3 separate regions of the Sus scrofa genome follow, and regions 2 and 3 are each linked to region 1. Evidence: chromatin contacts called from public Hi-C and HiChIP or PLAC-seq data. All regions are on one chromosome and are shown on one strand. Each heading gives the region's core, a stretch centred on a gene start, on an enhancer-like site or on the middle of the called end of the contact. The rest is flanking DNA. Distances are from core to core; before and after follow the strand shown.

Evidence for each region. A called contact is a pair of places that touch in the nucleus more often than the background predicts. HiChIP or PLAC-seq counts read pairs in DNA pulled down with a chosen protein or histone mark.
Region 2: a Hi-C map of alveolar macrophages shows a contact between it and region 1, with 1.9 times the contacts expected there. The contact joins the promoter of USP35 here to the enhancer-like site in region 1. A contact is called at or near these places in 1 of 5 promoter capture datasets (fetal liver), 2 of 47 Hi-C or Micro-C datasets (alveolar macrophages and embryonic fibroblasts) and 1 of 2 datasets of contacts at active chromatin or transcription factors (alveolar macrophages).
Region 3: an H3K27ac HiChIP or PLAC-seq map of alveolar macrophages shows a contact between it and region 1. The contact joins two enhancer-like sites. A contact is called at or near these places in 5 of 47 Hi-C or Micro-C datasets (embryonic fibroblasts, epiblast stem cells, fibroblasts and 2 more) and 2 of 2 datasets of contacts at active chromatin or transcription factors (alveolar macrophages and skeletal muscle).

The regions. Positions count from the first base shown.
Region 1 is chr9:12,985,674-12,988,918 of Sscrofa11.1, forward strand. All of the region lies in intron 5 of NARS2 (probable asparagine--tRNA ligase, mitochondrial), which reads right to left. Among named protein-coding and RNA genes, the nearest start is that of NARS2, 24 kb to the right of the region's middle. Within about 2 kb of position 1,653, at least 5 of the 83 cell types and tissues checked have an H3K27ac peak or open chromatin away from gene starts, as enhancers often do. A contact at or near this core is called in alveolar macrophages, where this site is marked.
Region 2 is chr9:12,584,485-12,587,729 of Sscrofa11.1, forward strand. USP35 (ubiquitin carboxyl-terminal hydrolase 35) reads left to right here and starts at 1,544. Exons shown (of 13, transcript XM_013979184.2): 1 at 1,544-1,805. KCTD21 (BTB/POZ domain-containing protein KCTD21) reads right to left here and starts at 1,373. Exons shown (of 2, transcript XM_021062565.1): 1 at 1,209-1,373.
Region 3 is chr9:12,709,950-12,713,194 of Sscrofa11.1, forward strand. The region is part of intron 2 of GAB2 (GRB2-associated-binding protein 2); the gene reads right to left. Among named protein-coding and RNA genes, the nearest start is that of USP35, 130 kb to the left of the region's middle. Within about 2 kb of position 1,447, at least 27 of the 83 cell types and tissues checked have an H3K27ac peak or open chromatin away from gene starts, as enhancers often do. A contact at or near this core is called in alveolar macrophages, where this site is marked.

The sequences.
Region 1 (3,245 bases), core at 403-2,902:
ATCAAAACCAAGAAAATAGACAAGAGGCAAAAAGCAGTACTAGAAAGAAAGAGGACCACTGTATAAATAAAGATTGATTTCACTAAGAAGTGATTCTGAATGTGTGTATATCCAATAACAGACTAAAAAATACATAAAACAAAAACAATGAGAAAAAAATGAAAAAACATACCAGAGGATCCTAACATACCAGGAAATGGCAAATAAAGAATAAATATTAGTAGGCATACTGCAGATATGTACATGTAATTAATAATCTTGTTATAATACACAGATGTTGAACACTGCACCCAATAACTGAAAAATACACTCTTTCCAACAATACACAGAACACTTCTAATACCACAAAAAAATATAAAGTGTCTAGGAATAAATCTAAGAAAGGTATGTGCAATCTTTAGAAAATTAACTTGTATTGAAAAATATTAAGGAACTCCTAAACATATGAATAGACCACGTCCAGTGATAGTAACACTTAATACCACAAAGATATCAGTTTTTCCAAACCGATCTACTGAATCAATGCTATTCCAATTAAAGAGCAAACAGAGGTTTTTGGAGCTTGTCAAAATGATCTGTAAGTTTGTATGAAGAGAAAAGGATCAGGAAATTCTTTAAATCAGGTGGCAGGATTTGCTTTACTGCCTATGAAGACTTAGCAAAGAGCTATAGCAATTGAGTGAGGCACTGGCACAGGGATATTCTGAAAAACTAATGGAAGATAATAGAGCACACAGAAATAAGATACACACATATATGGAAACTTGATTTATGACAGAGCTGGCAACTGCAATCACAGGAAGAAAAATGAACTATTCAATAAATAGTACTTAAATAATTAGGTATCCATTTTGGAAAAAAATTGGACTTTTGCATCATATCCAAAATTAAATTCCAGAAATTAAAGACATGTGTAAAGTATAAACTATAAAACTTTTAGTACATAATACAGAAGGGATTTCTTAAACAAGATACAAAAGCACAAAACATCAAAAAAAGACTGAAATTTGACTAAATTAAGAATTCTAATTTAAAATTTAAATTAATCTCTGTATTATAAAAGAGAAAAGGCAAGCCACAAGCTGAGAGAAAACATCTGCAACATACACTCAACAAAAGATTGATAGCCAAGGATGCAAAAACACCGATATGAAAAGACAACACAACAGAAAATATAGAAGAGGAAATGAGTGGCCAATAACTGTAAGAAAAAATGATCAATCACAGCTTACCAGGGAAAAGCAAATTAAAATCACTTCAAAAAAAATTAAATAAATAAAATCACATCAAAAACCCATTTTAGGATCCCTGGCCTCGCTCAGTGGGTTAAGGATCTGGCATTGCCACTGAGTTATGGTGCAGGTTACAGACGTGGCTTGGATCTGGTGTTGCTGTGGCTGTGGCACAGGCCAGGAGTTACGCCTCTGATTCGACTGCTGGCTGGGAACCTCCATATGCTGCACGTGCAGCCCTAATAAGCAAAAAAAAAAAAAAAAAACAAAAACAAAAAAAACAAACAAAAAAAACCCCAAAACCAAAACCAACAAAAACCCTTTTACATCCATGAGGTTGGCAAAATTTTAAGACTGGAAATATTGGGTACTGGTAAGGCGTGGAACAGCACACCCTGCTGGTGGGAGTTTAAAATTCAGTATTCCTTTTTAAAAATCAGGATCTTCTAACAAAGTGGAAGCTATGAACATGCACTTCCACTGTTCTGTATGACCCTTGAAGGCATACTGAAACCACTGAGAGAGCCTTAAAAAATACGAATTCTTGAGTCCTACATCCCAGAGATTCTGATTTAATTGAAATCATGGCGGGGGGGGGGGAGCTCATTACAGAAAAAGATGATGATTCCATTGGTGTAAGTTGAGACCCATGTAAACCAAAACAGTATTTCGCCTAGGGCGACATCCATGTGGTGAAACTATTTTTTTTAAAGTATGGATATAACAAAACACAAAATCAGCATAGTGGAAAGAGGGTGGGAAGATGGAATGCAGGGGGCACAAAGTGGGGGATAAAAAGTACTAATAATTGCATATTTCTTAAGTTTATTCTTAAGTTTAGTGGGACCATGTGTATGCTTTACACTACCTACATAGCTTATTTTACATCTGTACAATATTTACATCTGTACAATATTTAATAAAAATAAGCTAAGTATTATTAACAGGTTATTTACACAAAAAAGAGCAGTACTCAACCCGTAGTTCTTGCCAACAGTAAGTCATCAGTAAATGTTGTTATTCTCTTCCCGCAGGAAAATAAAAGGTTGTCTTGGAAGAATGGTCAAAGAGAAACGGTAAGGACACTTTAGTGTTCTCAACAGTTGTCTGTACCTAATAAAAAGTCTTCTTTAATCTCAGAACTTTACTCAAGGTTCTGCTATCTTTTCTCAAAAGCCCAACTTCAGGAGTCATTAGAGTGTGACAAATGGCATTTACTTTACAGCCTAATAGATCTTGTTTAAACTGCAACTCCGTATTTTACTGTGTGGCTTTTGATAAATTCTACCTGGGCCTAGTTTCCTAACATTAAAAAAAAAAAAAAAAAAAAAAGAGGCGTTCCTGCTGTGGTGCAATGGGATTGGTGGCATCCTGGGAGCTCTGGAGCACAGGTTCAATTCCTGGCCCAGCACAGTGGGTTAAGGATCTGGAGTCTTGGATCTGATCCCTGGCCAGGGAATGCCATAAGCCATAAGCCACGGGAGGCCAAAAGAAAAAAAAAAAAGAAAGAAAAAAACACAGATAATTCATTCAACAAATATTTATAAAGCAACTATCACATGCCAGATATTATATAATAATGTACAAGAGACACATAGTTTCTGCCCTTGTAAAGGCAAACTAATTCCTATTGCAAAGGGTTGCTGAAAAGATTATATAATATAAACAAAGGAATTTGACATGGTGCCTGAAATGCACTTGGTATTCAATAAATGCTATTTCTCTTCCTGCTTGGAATACCTAAAGCTTAAGTAATCACTTAAGGTGAATTACTCCTTTTAGAAACTCTAAGAGTCTAATAACATTATTAAAAACACCAACAAAATAACATATATGACAGTGAAGTACTATAAAGATATTAGTTGATTTTTTTTTCCTTTTTTTTTTAGGGCCGCATCTGAGGCATATGGAGGTTCTGAGGCTAGGGGTCAAATCAGGAGCTCTACTGGCCAGCCTACGCCACAGCCACAGCGACAGCAGTGTCAGATCCAAGCCGCATCTCCAATCTACACG
Region 2 (3,245 bases), core at 294-2,793, 400 kb before region 1:
GAAAAGGTGCTTCCCAGGCTCCTCCTTGAGGAGTTGTCCAGCAGGCAAAAGTGGGCTGGAGCAGAGAAGCCACTTGACCTGGCTTGCACAGCAAAGTACTCCCTCTTCTGGGGTAGACTCCCATTCGTCACCATTCCCCATTCTCTTCCAGAATTTTCCTTCATCCTCTTGCCTCACTCTCAGGCTTCATCTTGGGGTTTTCCTCAAGCACAAGAACCTCATTTCAAACACTCTCTTCCTTATGCTCTTCCTGCTCCTCACAATAATAATTTATAAACAAATGATTTTCAAATCCATCTCATCTCACCTTCACAATAACCACAGGAGGGTTGCCTTCCAGGTTGGTATTCTGAAAGGCTGAGGAAGCCAGTCCTGTTACACAGCTTGCTGAGGGCAGGATGCTGACACTTCTGTCTGTTCCTTGGCTTTCACTACAGATTAAACCCCTACCTCGCTGCACTGCAGTGAAAAAAAGGTCTTTGGAGTAAGGAGTCTTGGGTGGTTTGGGGCAAGTTCACTTCTCTGAGCATGTTCCTCATCTGTAAACAGGTATGGTGACACCTTTACAGGGTGTGAACTGAATGAGATCGTAAGTGTGACGCACTGAGTACAAGGGATGAATGAGCTTTTTATTTCTAGTCATGGGTAAAGAAGGTTTTCCGTGCATCCACAGGCATTTACCCATTTGGGCACCCTCTTGCCCAAACCGTTTCAGCGCTGCTGACAAGAGCTGGGAGGGATCCTTTTCATCTTTACATCCCCGCCCCTCCCTCCCAATGCTCTTCGGCCCACTCCACCCAATCCAACCCACACTGGCCTCGTCGCTTTCTCAACACCCACTCCCCAGCTCCGCAGCCCCTTTCTCCCGTCTCGCGCAAGTTCCCCTACTTACCTAGACACTCCGCCCCTCCTTGCCCCACCCACTATGCTCCTCCCACAGTCTTAGCCCTCTCGATCCGGGCTTTTCCTAACATCATCTATCCATCCATCCATCCAGGCCCCTTCCACCAGCTCCGCCCCCTCTTTCCCAAAAACGCTCCCCCCTCCCCCCGCGCAGTCACAGGTGTTGCTATTCCCATTGGACAGATGAGAATGGCGAGGCCAGGGTAAGCTAGATGACCTCTCATGGTAGGACAAGTGCCCAGGTGGGCCCGCGTCCCCTCACCGGCTATCCCTGCGCCCCGAACCTCCGACCACGCCGCACCCACCTCCTGCCCTCGCTCTGCAACCTCCCCTCCGCGGGCGGCCAGCGCAGCTTTGCGAGGAGGGTGGAGGGCTGGAGCCCAGCCCAGGGGCGTGTCGGCCCCTGGACCCGCGCGCTGCGATCCGGAACTTGTAGTTCTCCATGGGCTCTTTTGCGGTTCCGCCACGCAAGAGTGAACTCCATCTCCCAGGAAACATTGCAGTTAGGCGTCCAGCTCCCGCCCCGCCCCCGCCAGCGCTCAGGCCGGCTGGCCTTAAAGGGGACGCGGCTTGAGTGGCGGTTCGCGGGGTGGTCCCCGCTCCGGCTCCGCCCCGTTTCCCGCACCTCGCCCCTCCCCCCACTTCGCCCCGCAGCCTTGCAGCCCCGCGGCCGCGCGGTTGAGTCGAGCTGCCGTGGGACTGGCTTGTGCAGAGCTGGGTGGAGAGGCTGGGCTTTGCAGTGGAAGCAGCATCTTTGCCAGCTGGAACCTGGCAGAGGGCGTCCCCACTCCGGGGGAAGCAAAGGACCCGCCCTGACCTAGCCTGGCCCAGGCTGGTCCAGCCTGGCCTGAGCGCCCCGCCCGGGAGCCGGCTCTGAGGCAGGGACCACTGGGGTCCCAGAGGTAAGTGGGCTCAGGCATGTTTGCGGGTTGGGGGGAGGGAGTGTCTGCACCCTAATGGTTCAAGAGCCGGGATACGCGCCTAGGGCTCTTGAATTCCTAGTAGGGTGCTGGGAGGTGGGAGATCTGGGTGCATCCTGGGCCTGGCTGTGTGACCTTGGGCAAGTGGCTGCCCCTCTCTGGGCTTCAAGCTCGTTCTTTATCTATTGTGCATATAGGTGATCCTGCCCTCGCCCCCGCCCCTCTCAGGGCTGAGGGTACCCGCGCCCGGTATCTTGAAGCTACTCCCGCCTTTCAGGGGGTCCGCAGCCCCAGCCTGGGCTAGAAGCTAGTGCACTGGTGTAACTGGAGGAAGGGGTGGGGCCGAGCTGGGGTACAAACTGGGGGATCCAAGAGGCCGCCTCCACTTAGAATGGGTTTCTGCTATTCTCAGCATCCTCCGCTCCGGTGCAGCCCCCTATAATAACCCTCGCGAACAGAAGACCCTGGTTGTCAAACCGGTGCTCGCTCTTCCAGAAAGCCTGGGGTGGGGGTGGGGATGCGGCCATCAGAGGTATGTGAGGGGAGGCCCCCAGAGGGAGTATGTGCTCCCACCTTCTTCCCTTCTCTCTCCTCTGTTCTCTTTCGGTAAAAGACCAGTTACTTTTTCACTAGTGAGCCCCCCACCCCTTTTTATCTCAGGGCCTCCGGGTAGTAGGGCAAGAGGATCCTTCCCAGGGCCTGCCTTGGCTAGAGGTTCAGTTAGAAAATACAGAGAGAGATGCTGCTATCCAGAGACCTGGGGGCCCAGGGAAAGGGACAGCCTGGTCCCTTCACCCCGACCCAAGGGGGCTCTGGCACCCATGGGAGTGAGAGGAGGGAGCCTGGGTGTGAGCCTCGGGGAGGAAAGGGAATGGGCTCCTCAACGCTGGGGTTTGGAGGGGCTGCTGTGCTCTGGGGTATGGAGAGGTCGAGCGAGAACTTGAAGCCCCCTGCCCTGTCCCCTGAAATCCTGTGAGCTTTTGACCTGAGGGTTAACCAGGAACTGGTTGTTTTGTTTTGTTTTTTGTTGTCTTTTTTCTTCAGCTTTGGTTGTTTGTGCCATTTCTCGAATGGGTAACTCCTCCCTCAGGCCTGTCCAGTGACCTGTGTAGGGGCTTTCTTGGTTGATGTTTGAGACTCTCAGGGTTATAGAAAGGCAAGACCAGACCTGGGCGGTTGAGGGGGCACTGACGGGACCAAGGGTTAGGCAGGTCCTTGGAAGATGCTTTTCTGATCATATGCTTAGTTTTATCTTATCTTGCTGTCACATATCTCTCTGTTACTCGGCACTACTTCCTCTCTGTGCCTGGTCTTGTGCTGGGCAGTGGGCATAGATAGGGGATTGGGCCTACTTCCTACCAAAGGAGAGCCTGTCCTGGTGGAGGAGATGGACATAGAGTCAATCTGGTTATGCTGCCAAGG
Region 3 (3,245 bases), core at 197-2,696, 280 kb before region 1:
CATACCCACTGATTCTGCAGAGTTCAGAGTCCTATGTAGAACTCTACATAACGAAGTGGTTTATCAAAACCAACAGCCTCAGGAGTTCCCACTGTAGCTCAGCAGTAACGAAACATAGTATCTAAGAATGCGGATTTAATCCCTGGCCTCGCTCAGTGGGTTAAGGATCTGGTGTTGCCATGAGCTGTGGCATAGGTAGCAGATGTGGCTTGGATCCCAAGTTGCTGTGGCTGCGACATAGGCCGGCAGCTCAATTCAATTCAACCCCTAGCCTGGGAACTTCCATATGCTGCAGGTGCGGCACTAAAAAAACCCCAAAAAACAAGAAAGAAAGAAACAAACAAACAAACAAACGAAACCCAGCTTCAGAGGTTCAAGGTGACCTTACCACTAAATTCAAAGTCCTAATTCTATCTTTAGCAAAAAAATGAGAGTTTCACTGGGCTTTGGAATCTGGTCTGGGACCAATTCAACAATGATTTATTACTTTTCTTCACAGAGATAATAAGAAGCACTCAAAAAACAAAAAAGGGGGAGCATCTTATGGGCTGTTTGGGAGCTATCCAAAGCTTCTGGTCTTGAGGAGCTTCGATGAAACACTCTCATTTCTAACAGCCTGTGGGTTTGGCAGGTAACACTAGACTGAGTCTATGCTGGCTGGCGGCAGGGGGCGGGGGGGTTTGGAGGTGAGGAGGAGTGCCTGGTATACAAGGGAGAGCAGGAAGGAGGATCAAGGCTTAGAATGAAGAGGAGAGGGTCAGGTTTCCTCCTGTCTCCCCTTCCTCCTCCGGAGGGTCTGGACTTTGCTGCAGGGCCTGAGCCTGCTCTAGGATAAAGCCAAAGTGTCTGTGGGGACTTTATGGAGTTCATGTCCCACCTCAAGGCCTACTCTCAGGGTGACCAGACCCAGCTGCAGACAGAAACAACAACAAACCAACAAAAGATCGAGGAGGAAGGTCTGATACTTCAGGGTTATTTTTTTTTTTAAGGCGTGAGGATTTCAGATCTGTTTGGAAACTGGTTTGGATGTTTATTTTCCTCATTGTCTCAGTGGGAAAAGAAGGGTGGGTGATTCAGCCCGCAGCCTCCGCCTCTGGGCTGGGGCCCGGGTCAGGCTCCGCTCTGCTCTTGGCTCCTCAGGGGACCTGTGCCGGCCTGGGGAGAAGCCACGTTATCACCTCCACATTTGCTCTAAGCTTCCAACAAGGGTCCCCCAGAGGAGTCGAGAGATCTGAACTCAGTTAAAAAAAAAGGGTAGTGTAGGGAAGAAAGGAGGAAAAGGCCTCCCAGGAATGAGAGAAAGGCTGAGGTCTCTTTCGTCCCCACCCTCCTCCACTCCCCCCAAACCCTGCTTCTCCTCTGGTTCTTCCACTCATTAGTCAGGGGAGAAGGACCAGGTCACCCGAAGGCACTGGAATGGACCGCCCGGCTCCACCGCAGCCCTCCCCGCTCTCAGAAGTCCAGCTGGAGTAACGGGTCCTGAACTTGAAGGCACCAATCATTCTCTCTGGAGAGGAAGGAGCTGTTTGAAGACCCCGATAACACTTCCCCCAAAGCACTCCTATGGGTATCGTTTGACCCCAGGACTTGGAATAATTCTGCTCTTGAGTTCCCGGGGAAATTCATGAATTACTAGAAGTTCAAATGTTTACAGAATATTTAAGGGAAGGCAGTCTCTCCCCAAATTTTCATACAGAAAAGATGGGGAACAGATAAAGAACAGTTGGTTGGAACTCAGGGACCTTGTCTTTGCATAGAGTTAGTCATGCGACCACTGTGACATTCCTGCCAGGGAGTTTGAGAAGGAAAAAGCTACAATAACAGACAGGATATGGAGGCGGCTCTGGCCTTATTTCAAAATCTTTAAGAATTACAAACAGGGTTCTGGTGACTTAAACTCCCCGAGCTCTACTTCACAGTAGTTGGCTGCTCTGAGACGGATCATGTTATCTTGCTAATTTAGCCCTCAGAGATTAATATTAATGTACAGATAGCACTTGACTTTCCAAATGTTTAGTTCTCAGTGACTTATCAACTTCTCGCTCCTCTTCCTTGCTGGCTATTTTGTGATTTACAAGTTGCCACAGTAAACAGGTCTGTGAAAAGGGGTTCAGATAAATGAGAAGGAGTTAGAGCACTTAGCCCCACGATGGAGCTAAAAGCCTGGGATTCTTGACCTGGCAACACTGCTTTCTGGCAAGGGTAGTGCCTTTAGACCTGAGCTTCCTTGCTTGCCTGTAGGAATAATGCTAGCAGCCCTGTCTATCTTATTTTGTTTCTTTATCCTCAAAGGAGACTGCATAAGTGTTTTGTAGACTGAAAAGTTCTCTAAAAACACAAGATACTTAAATCATATCCTGTTCATCTTGACCTACAGATAGAAAGATCACCGTTTTCACCACAAACGTGACACAGAGAGCTGGGAAACAAGCAGCCACTGCTCACATCGTGCGCCTCTACACTTGCCCAGCTTCCTCCCAAGCCCTCTGCGAGAGAGGGAGCTCCATCTCCACTTTGGATGATAACACCTCAAAGAGATAAGAGGTCCTTATTCAACATTGCAGAGCAAATAAACAGCAGGGCTGGGACTCGAGACCAGCTAGCACACCTTCCAGCATGCACGTGAGAGCGAGCGGCTGCGCAGGCCCTGGACCAGTTACGGAATAGAGGAGAGAGGGTGACAACGGGGAAGAAGAAGCCCTCAGCTCAGAGGACTCAAAGGGCTGAGGGCTTTCCTAACAGAGGATGGCTCCTGAGCCCATGAATAATTCATGCAAGCTCTGTGCTAGGAGCTGCTGCCTTTTCGTGTGTGGTACAGCGGGTCAGGGACAGCTGCCCACAACTGGGCCACAAATGCGAGCACTTGGACCCGGCTGCTCGGAAACACAGCTCAGGGCAGCTTTCTGCTCCCTGCCCCGGAGGACAGGAAGGCTATTCTGATCCCCAAAGGAAGATGGGGTTCTCACTGTTGCTTGTGCACGTGTACACACACACATACTCTAAACAAATGAACAACAAGCAGACTCCACACACATGATATGAAACCTTGATATTCATTCTCAGAGTCGCGTTTTCTTTCTGGGCATCATCCCTGGTTTGCCTTTTGGAAAGAGTCCTCTGTCAGGAGGCTTTCCTTTAACCTTATGTCAGTATTCAGACCCAGTGTCCCTCCTGGTCTGGTCTGGATCCTAGACAGGTTTTAGCCTAGGCCTTTCTGGCTGGGATGTGTGAGGAACTGGAGAGTG